Regions from separate parts of the Zea mays genome. Here region 1 is linked to region 2. Evidence: chromatin contacts called from public Hi-C data. All regions are on one chromosome and are shown on one strand. Each heading gives the region's core, a stretch centred on a gene start, on an enhancer-like site or on the middle of the called end of the contact. The rest is flanking DNA. Distances are from core to core; before and after follow the strand shown. Region 1 holds the start of LOC100273782. Region 2 holds the start of LOC100501153 (F-box protein).

Region 1 (5,321 bases), core at 28-2,527, 190 kb after region 2:
TGCTTACTCGGCAAGATGACTGAGACACCTTTCACTAGTCGAAGTGAGAGAACAAGTGATTTGTTAGGTCTAGTAAATACTGATGTACATGGACCAGTTAATTTAGTAAAGAGAGATGGGTTTCAATACTTCATCATTTTTACTGATGACTTTGTAGATATAGGTATGACTTTGAAAAGTTTAAAGAATTTTAAAATGAGGTACATAAACAGTTGGGTAAAATAATTAAGTTTTTACAGTTAGATCATAGAGGCGATTATTTCAACCACAGTTTGACGATCACCTAAAACAATACAAAAGAACATTTGGTTTCACCTGGCATGCTTTAATGGAATGGGGGTGTCCGAGTAGAGGAGCCGGACTTTGCTACGCATGATTCGATCAATGATGAGCCAAATTGATCTTTTTGGTGTCCTTGTGGGGATGTGCTTTAGAAACTGTTGTGTTCGCACTAATAGACAAAGTTCTATCTAACGTAGTAATAAAATCTCATATAAGATATGTAGAAAACATCATGTATTATCCTTCCTTGAGATATAAGGTTGTTCGCAATAGATCGTGGAAAATAGAGAATTTACACTGTAGATTACACCGATTATACACCGATTAGATAGTAATTGAAATCAATTAGGTTGCGCTTTATGCATTGCTGGCTCACTTCTGTTATTAGGCATTGCCCTAGTTGGACCAATGAAAACGATGACATCGATAGAAACATATGAGCTACATGTTTAGTTAGGTATATATGTCATGTGAAAGCATCAAAGCACGCACGTATGCATACAATCGCACAACATTTTGCATGGACGCATCCTTGGTGCGTAATCACTTCGTGCATGCCGCTTTGTTCTGAATGAGCTCTGTTTTCTTTCTTACGCCATGCATCAATTTCATCTGTTGGCCATCTTCGTCAATCGCCATACTAATTGCAAGTGGGCGGTACACGATTTTCCATCAGATACATGTGGTGACATTCAACAATATACAGTAGCAGAAATGATAGTATAGATTGGATAAAAACAATAGGATCAATCTAAAAAACTTGAGGGCACTGTAGGACAGGACATGGTATGACACTGGTAGGAGCATGACACACAAAAGTGAAATGGAGGGTGCCTTTAAGCGCTGTAGAAGTTTTAAATGGGCTGTACTGGTTGATCAGCCCACAGGCCGACCGCCACTTGGGCCAAATGACACCTAGCCGCCGCACATACGAGGCGTCCTTCAATCCTTCTTGACAAGCAACAGCTAGTCCCAAACTGCCGACCAGCGATCACCTCTGGTGGGTCTCCAGTGAGTCACTGCTCACCAGTCACCGCCATGGCCGGGAAGCAGTTCCCCTCCCCGGCGCACTCGCGCTCCGCCTCAGCCTCCTCCCGCCGACTCCTCGCCGCCGTCGCCGCCTCCCTCATACTCCTCACAGCTTCCTACTTCCTCCTCCTCTCCCCATCCTCGCACCGATCCGCCCCAGCCATCCTCGCGAACCCTAGCGCCACCACATCCTTCCTCGCCTCCCTCGACCGCTTCCTCTCCGATCCGCATCCCTCTGCCTCCGCCGCCGCTCCCGTAGAACTTGACGCCGCGATCCGGGTCCAGGAGGATGCCCGTCTCTACGGGGACCCCACATGGCCCGCGCCGGCCGCGGGGCTGCTCAGGGTCTACGTTTACGAGATGCCGAGCAAGTTCACGTACGATCTTCTGAGGTTGTTCAGGGATTCCTACCGGGACACCGACAACCTCACGTCCAATGGGAGCCCCGTGCACCGCCTCATCGAGCAGGTGGGCGTGCGGTGAGATCGAATTGCAGTTTTCTTCCATCTTGCTTGCACCTTTGTTTAGCTGCGATGCTATGAGACGCGTACTTCGCAATTTGGTTGTATATACAGTGGCGGAGCTAGTATCTTTTAAAAGCCCCGGCGATTCTCATTATGCACAAAACTTATTTTTACATCACAGAAAACATATATTTTATCTAAAAAATATAAAATCTATACTGTTTGACGCAAACAAAAAATCCATTTACGCTTAGCCGATGGGCCCAGGTGGTCCGGCACTGGCTGTATACTGCGGTGAATCGTGACAACAGTAGGTGCTCTACCTGTAATGTTGAAAAAATTCAGCACATTGATTCACGCGGATTGTTTTCGGTTGGAACTGGGATACTTGTACAATCCTAGTCTCCTTTCTGATGTATCTGCTCTCTGATGCTTTGGAATTTGGGAGGCTTGGAGATGTTGCTGAACTGGGACCAGCGAAGCTACTGCTTTCAGAAATATGGCATTTTGACTAGTGAGATTTGATTTTTTGATATGGAAAGTTTCTGCTGTGAGGTGAATGTGAATTAGATTAGAGTACAATGGAGTATATTTTGTATTCTTAAACCAGTTTCAGAATTCCTTTTTCAGGCCACAAATGAATCTTTGCATTGTTTTGGTTGGCGAGGCAAAGTTCATACCAGAATCAATGCATTTTGATTTCAAAATTCCACGCTTTCTGGATTAAAAAATGATACATCTCTTACATGCTACTGTTTAAGGCATATTGTGTTACAGCTAATGATCATGTGTGTAATCATGTAATTAAATATCACATGCTTTTTAAGATATTGAACTTTATTCATCTGTCCACACAATGAAATTGCTTTTTGTGTTCACATTTTCAGCATTCTATTGACTACTGGCTATGGGCGGATCTCATCGCACTTGATTCACAGAGACTTTTGAAGAGTGTTATTAGGGTTCAGCAGCAAGAAGAAGCCGACATTTTCTATGTGCCATTCTTCACGACAATCAGTTATTTCTTGCTGGAGAAACAAGAATGCAAGGCACTTTATAGGGTCTGGGAGCATCTCTTAAGGTTTATTTTTCAGAAAATGTCTGTTTTAGGACACCCACATGGACAGTCTAGTGTTTATGACTTTATGTAGGAAAATTTGTTGATGAATTTAAATTTGACCCTTCCTGGCATTCAGTTATTGAAGAGTATTAGATTTGTTTGACCAATTATATCTGAGATTATAGTGACAGATAACATTGCTTGAGTTTGGTTCTATTGACAGTAGGAAAATCATTTAAGATCTTTATCTCTGTGTATGGAAATTACTTTATTGTTATTCACTTCAATTTATTCCAAGAGGAACTTATCATCATTACATCTTGATGTTAGGAAGCTTTGAAATGGGTCACAGATCAGCCTGCTTGGCAACGTTCAGAAGGCAGGGATCATGTCATTCCTGTTCATCATCCATGGTCATTTAAGTCAGTCCGGAGATCTGTCAAGAAAGCAATATGGCTTCTACCTGATATGGACTCCACCGGGAACTGGTGTGGTATTCATTGTTTGCCAGTTGCCACTTTACCTAGGAAAACTACTTGGATGCATCACTTATTCACTTTACCATCTTATTTCAGGTATAAACCTGGACAAGTATATCTAGAAAAGGATGTCATCCTTCCATATGTTCCAAACGTTGATCTTTGTGATCACAAGTGTGTATTAGAAACTCAATCCAAAAGGAGTATATTGCTGTTCTTTCGAGGAAGACTGAAGAGAAATGCTGTAAGTTTCTTGGTACCACTCCCTGGGTTTTGATTGTTTTAAATACATATGCATGCAAACATCCACTTTTGCTCGCCATATTCCCTTCGCAGGCCCTTAAGTCAAATCTCTCTAACTTTGACCAAGTTTATAAAAGAAATGCTCTAACAGTCCAACATCTGCAATGTGAAATTAGTTTTGTTAAATCAACTATATGCAATTCGTCTTGATAGTGCATTTATTTGGCAGTGTAGATGTTGATATGTTTTTCTAGGTCAAAGTAAGAAGTTTGACTTAGGACACAACTAAAATGACCTACATTTTGGAACAGATGGACTATGTTTATATGTATCTATTTTGTTGACCTTTTTGTATCTCTTATTATAGGGAGGAAAGATCCGCAGTAAACTTGTAGAGGAACTTAAAAGTGCAAAAGACATAGTTATAGAAGAAGGTTCTACTGGAGCTCAGGGAAAAGCAGCAGCTCAGGATGGCATGCGCAAGTCTTTCTTTTGCTTGAGTCCGGCTGGGGATACCCCATCTTCTGCTCGCCTGTTTGATGCAATCGTTAGTGGTTGTATCCCAGTTATAATTAGTGATGAACTGGAGCTTCCATTTGAAGGAATACTTGACTATAGGGAGGTAAAGATGGCAATCCGAGCAGCTTTTAATATCATTCACTAATGTCATACATTGATCAATCTCTTCTCATAGTTAGTAGTAACTAGTAAGGTATTTCAGGATAGGCACAAACCCAAAATTTGATTTGCTGCAAAGAAAATGAGGGACCTTTTGGTAGTTGTGCCCCTTAATCTAAAGAAACACTGTATCTCAGTACCCTTAACAGTAGAATTTAAAACCGGTGGTTGCATATTTATTGATAAATCAATAGTTCTGGTATTCTGTTCTCCATGGCTACTGATGATTTAAAAGTTAGACAGTAGTGATCTCTTTCTTCTGACATTTATAGACCTCAGGTATGATCAGTTCTTTAAGGAGCCGATAAAATATAGCTCAACTGGTCAAATTATCCTCATGTAGCTATGGTGCGGACGTGCGGTGCTTTATCTCTTTATTTAATTATTTTAATTGCATGTTTTATTAGCTAGTTATTGGAGTGGTTAAAAGTGGGATCACGGGAAATTGCAGTACTTTTACTGCTGCTAGAGTCTTGCCGTTGAGAGTGAACTTATTTGGTTCTCCAGCAAGAGCAAATACTTTTTTAGTAAAAGTGAGTTAACCTTAGAAGGTTGGTTTTTAGGCTAAGTGACCTTTAATATTTTAGTCACTAAGTATCCCTAACGAGCTAAGGCTAGCTGAGATCCAAAAGTACCCTACCCTTGGTTTTGTGCTCCAGTAAGCCCTTTAGGCTAGAAGCTTCTTTAATATTTTAGTTACTGATAAATTTTCTGCTGTAGGGGTTTCCCCTACAGTTTCCTGGTCAAAAAAAATATTTTAGTTACTGTGAAAAATCACTATACCTCAGGATTGTTTCCTTGCTATGCACTTGTATTGTGATGTAATGAATAAGGTGTTAGTTGTAATGGTCACTATCAACAAACGGGAGATGTATGTATATTGGCGATACTGATCTAGAGTACACTAATGACAACATGCCTATCACTACACTGTAAAGCAAACTATTGTATGCTATGTGGATGCAGCAGATTATGATTGCAGTATGCTGGAACTGCAATATCACAGTGTCAAGGTTTCTTTTAGCCTTGTGGCTGACTGGCTGTAGCAGATAGCCAGATATTTCATTGCATCTAACCATTTCTCAT
Region 2 (5,328 bases), core at 1,026-3,525:
TTTAAGGGAGACAAAAGTATTTTGTAAGAATAGAGTAATAGACAATAACGCAATCGTGGACCGGTGAGTGGGCTTGGAATGATGCATGGGCTGGGCTCTTATTTGGCAGGGACATGAGAAGAACGAGACGACGAGAGTATACACACAACATGATTGATAACATCTACTTTGAACTGGGGTATATCGTATATTCAGGCAAGTGAAAGAGAGCGGCTTCTTTCTCAGGGATGACCAACATGCATTAGTAGGCAGCACTTCCATTGAGAAATGGAAACACGCACATACTTCGCGCTACACGTGTTTTTAGTAGGCACAAACTGCCACCGTGCACGAGACATCTCAATTCTCTACGCATGCTTACTTTAGGCATTAATCTGATATCATGTCCATCCGCTTCGATGACTATAGTGTATATACAAAGACCAGACAGACAGGAGTTCCTCATAAGAAGCACCAAAAAAACAAGGTCTCTAGAACCCATTCATCTCCAGGAGATAGGTGCGCCTCTTCATCAGCGCCTTCGCAGCAAACCTCAAGGGTCCATCGAACGCGCTTGAAACAAAGGCTTCAACTTCCTTGCGATTGCCATGACCATCGCTGGCAGGCTTGGTGACAAGCAAGGTTGCACCTTGCAGTGCCAAGCCACCAGGCAATTCGAGGTACTGAGCGTACTTCAGCTTCATGTTGCATGCCGGCACCTGCGTCCTGTTAGAACATGGTGAGGCTGACAATTGGTGTTCCCTGAAATCATTCAGCTGCTCTGCCCCCATGGAGAGTGCGCCCTGTCCCTCGGCATCTGCCAAGACCAGGCTCCTCAGCGTCGGATGGTCGTTGATGATCGACCGGAGAAGATAGTGCCTTGTCGACGCGGCAATCAAACAGCTGATAGTCCATACGACACGGAGTTTCAGCCCACCATTGGTATAGAAAGATTCTGGCATGCTTCCCTTGTCATCCGGTGATGGCTCATGCCCACTGCCAGCGGCCTTGCGATCAACCAAGGTTCCACCAAGGATCACGCAGCTCTGAAGTGTGCTGCCATATTCAGCCCGCCACTTCAGCAGAACCCCCTCCTCGACTGCAACATCTCCGGAGGGGAGCTCTACCTGAAGATTGCGAACATGGGAGAAGTTCTTCAGCACCTGCACCGGTGAATGCTGAGAGAGCTGAGGGAACAGCAGCCGCCCTGCGCTAATGGGGCTCCGCATGTCATGGAAGGGCTTGGCGATCGCGAACAGCATCATCTTGAATAGATGCGAGATGATGTTGTGGGGCTTCGGTGACGACAGGTTCAGAGCGTCATCGGCGCCGCCGTCCACGGTCACAACGTGGTCGATCTTGACACGCACATCATGGACGAGGAGAACCAGGCCACTGAATCGCTTGGACACGGCAGAGCACCTGCCGAGTGAACGCACGTCCTCGAGCTTGTTCAGGATCAGCAGCACAAGAGAATCGTGCAAGCAGTCGAATTGGTCAAACTCATGGACCGGGTCAGCGTGGATCCGAGCCTTGGCCTGCATCGCCCGGTTCAAAAGCCGTCTCTGCTCGCTTCTTCAGAAGATTGAGAAGGACCCTGAAATTGCTATGAAACAGCCGAATATTTTATTGCCGAAAATGGCGTGGGCCAGCTAATAAATCTTCAGGTCTACGAATTCAACCGGCTTCCTGAAACAAACAAAAGAGGCAACGAACTATAGTAAACAACGAATGTGACGGGGAAAGCAAGCTAAGCAAAATGAATCACGCAATTTTGATGTAGGAAACGAACACAACTAAACTATGAGCAAAGCCACATCACATAATTATATCAGATAGAACACGGAAATAATATCACTAAAATCGCCAGGCAGTACTACTTCTAAAATGTAAACAATGCTTGAACATGGTGGCAATCCATTAAAACTGAAAAGAGAATTAACTATGACTCGGCTGATACATAGATAGAACTTATCCAATAAGAGACAACGATTTACCTCAAAAAAGGTCACCGCGAGTGCAGCTACGGACACATCAAGAATCCGAAGTATTGTGCTGCTCCAATGGCCCGATCTATCGCGGGAAGCCAGCCGGATCCAGAGACGCCGAACCGGCCACCACAGCCAACGGCCCAAAAATCGGCGCCTTCACGCTGGAAAAATCAACGAATAGCTCACGGACTGGAGCACAGCTCAGTCTCGAGACCAAACAATCCGATTGCCGCTACGATTTGGGAGACCGGTTGACGAATTCAGGAGGAGGAAGGAGGGTTTCGAGCAGGCTGCAGGAGGATGCGGCCTTGGGGTGGGGGAATTTTTGGCTTTGGGCTTCGGGGACGGTTACCTTTTTTTAGTTTAGGGCGAGGAGAAACGCGCCGGCCGCTGGACGCGGCTTTAATACCAGTACTAGAGGTAGAGGTGTGGAGGGCAATGGTAGGATTCTCGGGGGAGGAAAAGCGCGGGCCCCGCCAGGGCGACATGATTCGTTCGTGCGTGATCCGCGACGGCGTGGCGGCTCCGGGACGGTGTTACGGGGATAAGACCGTCTCAAACGGCTCCACAGAGCGAAGGACTGACTGTATGAGCACTATAATCATTCTATATTTTAATTATGTTATTTTTATATTATTAATACTACATGTATCTCGTAACATAATAATAATATGTATTATAATAATATAAATATTATATTATTTTTAAAAATTTAAAATAATATAAAAATGTTAGAGAGTTACTGGTATAGATCTGTGTCACACGCGGGGGCGTTCCGGCATTATATTTCTCTTTAATATAAACATAAAATAAAATTGTGTATAAATGAGAGTTTGGACTCTAGTGGTGGGCTATATATTTATACCACCTAACTAGAACATATATTTTTTATGTCTTATTAAAATAAAGTCTACTCATATGATATATAGAATATGTGGCAATGCACAAAACCTGACTAGAAGACTATAAAAGCATCAATTTCGATGATTGTCATGTGTCACGCACGAAGCACGTAGGTTTATACCTTTACCAGTGGGTTGTTACCTAGATCGTAAAAACCACTCAAGCCTCTATTTATGGGTCGCTAACCCACAGGTAGGTTATGGAAAACTACCAAGTCCAACGCGATAGGAAGTCACGCGGCGCAACGCTCCCACGTAGTATCACTCCCGCTAGCTAAAGGAAGACGAGCGACTGAGCGAGTTATTAAAAAATGGGGATCATGCTTCTTTTCAACTCAGACCTTTCTAGACCTTTTAGCTAAGATAAAATGTAATTGTCGGGTATGGTAATTAGGGGTACCGATAATACACCCCTAAAACGCAATTAAAACCCTAAGAACACCACCAAAGTACAATCCCTGAGGTCGAAGGATCAAGAGACACACCTCGCCCGAGTTGGTTCTCGAACAGGGCGTGTTCTCAGGAGAATCTCTGTCCCGACCGAGGTCCTCTCACCCTAGGACAGCGGTGTTCGCCTCGCCCGAGCCTGCCTCGGGCAAGAAGGACAAGCTCAGGGCAAGACCCATCTGAAGTCTGCTGAGGGACAACCGCATTCAATGCGTATACCTAACCCACGAAGACCTGCAGGTGTACGGGAACAACAAGACCGCAGTCTTGTCAAAGATTCAGCAACTGTGATTATGCGTGCGACCACAGTACATGCACGCCGTATACCAACTTCGGATGGGACGCATAATACGACAGGGGCACACACTAGCCCTCGGGCGCAAACTCTGTCTCGCCTGAAGCGGAACTCACCCTCGGGGCAAAACTCCGTCTCGCCCGAGCTCGGCTACCTGCTCCCCCACAAATCCCACAGGAGACCACTCCATCAACCGTGGCGCACGTCTTCGAATCTCGGAACGAGTTCGGTCGCAGCCTCAGAAGGACTTCTGCCTCGCCCGAGCCTGGCTCTAACCTCGATATCCGCAACGGAGAACTCCCCAACATCATCAGGTACTGCAGAACCGACGCATCGCCTAAGAAGTTTTTCCCCATACTTAGCATTGTGTCAACCACTACGACATGGGCAACCCCTCACCAGGTGCTTGGGTACGTGACCGAGCCCTCGGCTCTCAGCAAAAACCAAGCAAGTGCAAGTCAACAACAAGTACAAGACCATACCACCGTCCACCGGCCATACCATCTACAGGATACGAAGACATCTCCTCGCAATATGCGGCCAACTCCCGTCCTCTAGGCTGCTCCCCCTGGCCTATAAATAGAACATACGTGTTGGTCACTTGTTCTCAAATGCTTCAGCTTGCTCGAAGGTGAAGACGCGAGATAGTGATTACAATTCATTGTGAATAGTACGGTGTTACTGTTCATCTATTTATAGGCACGAGACACAGCCCGAGTAAAAGTACATTTATGCCCCTGACATTCATCTATAATCATAACACGAATCATTAAGGACTAAGTAGTCTTTGTCTCTTTTCGGTCATCATCATACTTGGTCTTCGTTATCACATCAAGCCGAAGCTCTTCGGCTATAGCTCTGTCCATTATTGTCACCTTCGGGCTACATCTTCACCCTGCCATGAGAGAAGACCTTCATCCCGAAGCCGAAGCCTCCTGTAATAATCCATGTCATACTGAAAACATATGGTCAGTCATGTTTTTGAAGACCTTCGGAAGAAGGCCCCGAACAATACGACTACACTTCACAAGTCTTCTCCTCCACACGATATTGGCACTAGCCTCAATCAACCCTAGGGACTTGGGATCCTTCCCTCGCTCTGCTTGTACTCCCTACTGCAAGCACTTAGGTGCGAGTAATATAAGTCTCATCCTCCCTCTGCTGGAAGTAGAGCCTGTCCTTACCCGAACCAGGATAAAGTACTTGTGTCAACTTGCATCACCATATGGGTCTGGGGCACACGTCATTATTTAACTAGTTGGTTAGGTCCTCGGATCCAAACACCCGTAGTAACGCACGTGTATTGTACTAGTATTAAAATAGTTAGCGAGAGTAAGAAAGATTGAGTTCGGTGAGGTGACAAGGTGCAACGCGATGGACACATGAGATAGAGGGAACATTTTATTTTTTTAAAATGTTTTTATAAGTAATATCAATGATACAAAAAATTGAAAACTAGTGAATTTGCATGCGTTAAATTTACTGATGCTGTTATGAGGTGTTTGGTTTGATGAATCACTCTATCCAAAATGAAGTGGTGCATCATGGGTCCATTCCTCAAATTTGGTGGGATGACTCCATTCCACATATTAGTACTAAACAACTAACTATGAGGAATGAGGTGGTGATGGATTAACTCACTCCATTCCACAAACCAAACAAAAAAGTGAGGAGTGAGAAGATGATGGACTATATTATTCCTCAAACCAAACAC

The links. Hi-C and Micro-C count contacts between places; a contact is called where the count stands out from the background.
Region 1: a Hi-C map of ear shows a contact between it and region 2, with 2.1 times the contacts expected there. The contact joins the promoter of LOC100273782 here to the promoter of LOC100501153 in region 2. A contact is called at or near these places in 4 of 25 Hi-C or Micro-C datasets (bundle sheath, ear, endosperm and 1 more).

The regions. Positions count from the first base shown.
Region 1 is chr3:192,119,757-192,125,077 of Zm-B73-REFERENCE-NAM-5.0, forward strand. LOC100273782 reads left to right here and starts at 1,278. Exons shown (of 8, transcript NM_001148185.1): 1 at 1,278-1,779; 2 at 2,663-2,836; 3 at 3,166-3,323; 4 at 3,411-3,558; 5 at 3,925-4,179. The coding sequence starts at 1,321.
Region 2 is chr3:191,929,484-191,934,811 of Zm-B73-REFERENCE-NAM-5.0, forward strand. LOC100501153 (F-box protein) reads right to left here and starts at 2,276. Exons shown (of 2, transcript NM_001195951.1): 1 at 1,977-2,276; 2 at 306-1,668. The coding sequence starts at 1,523. The coding sequence ends at 471.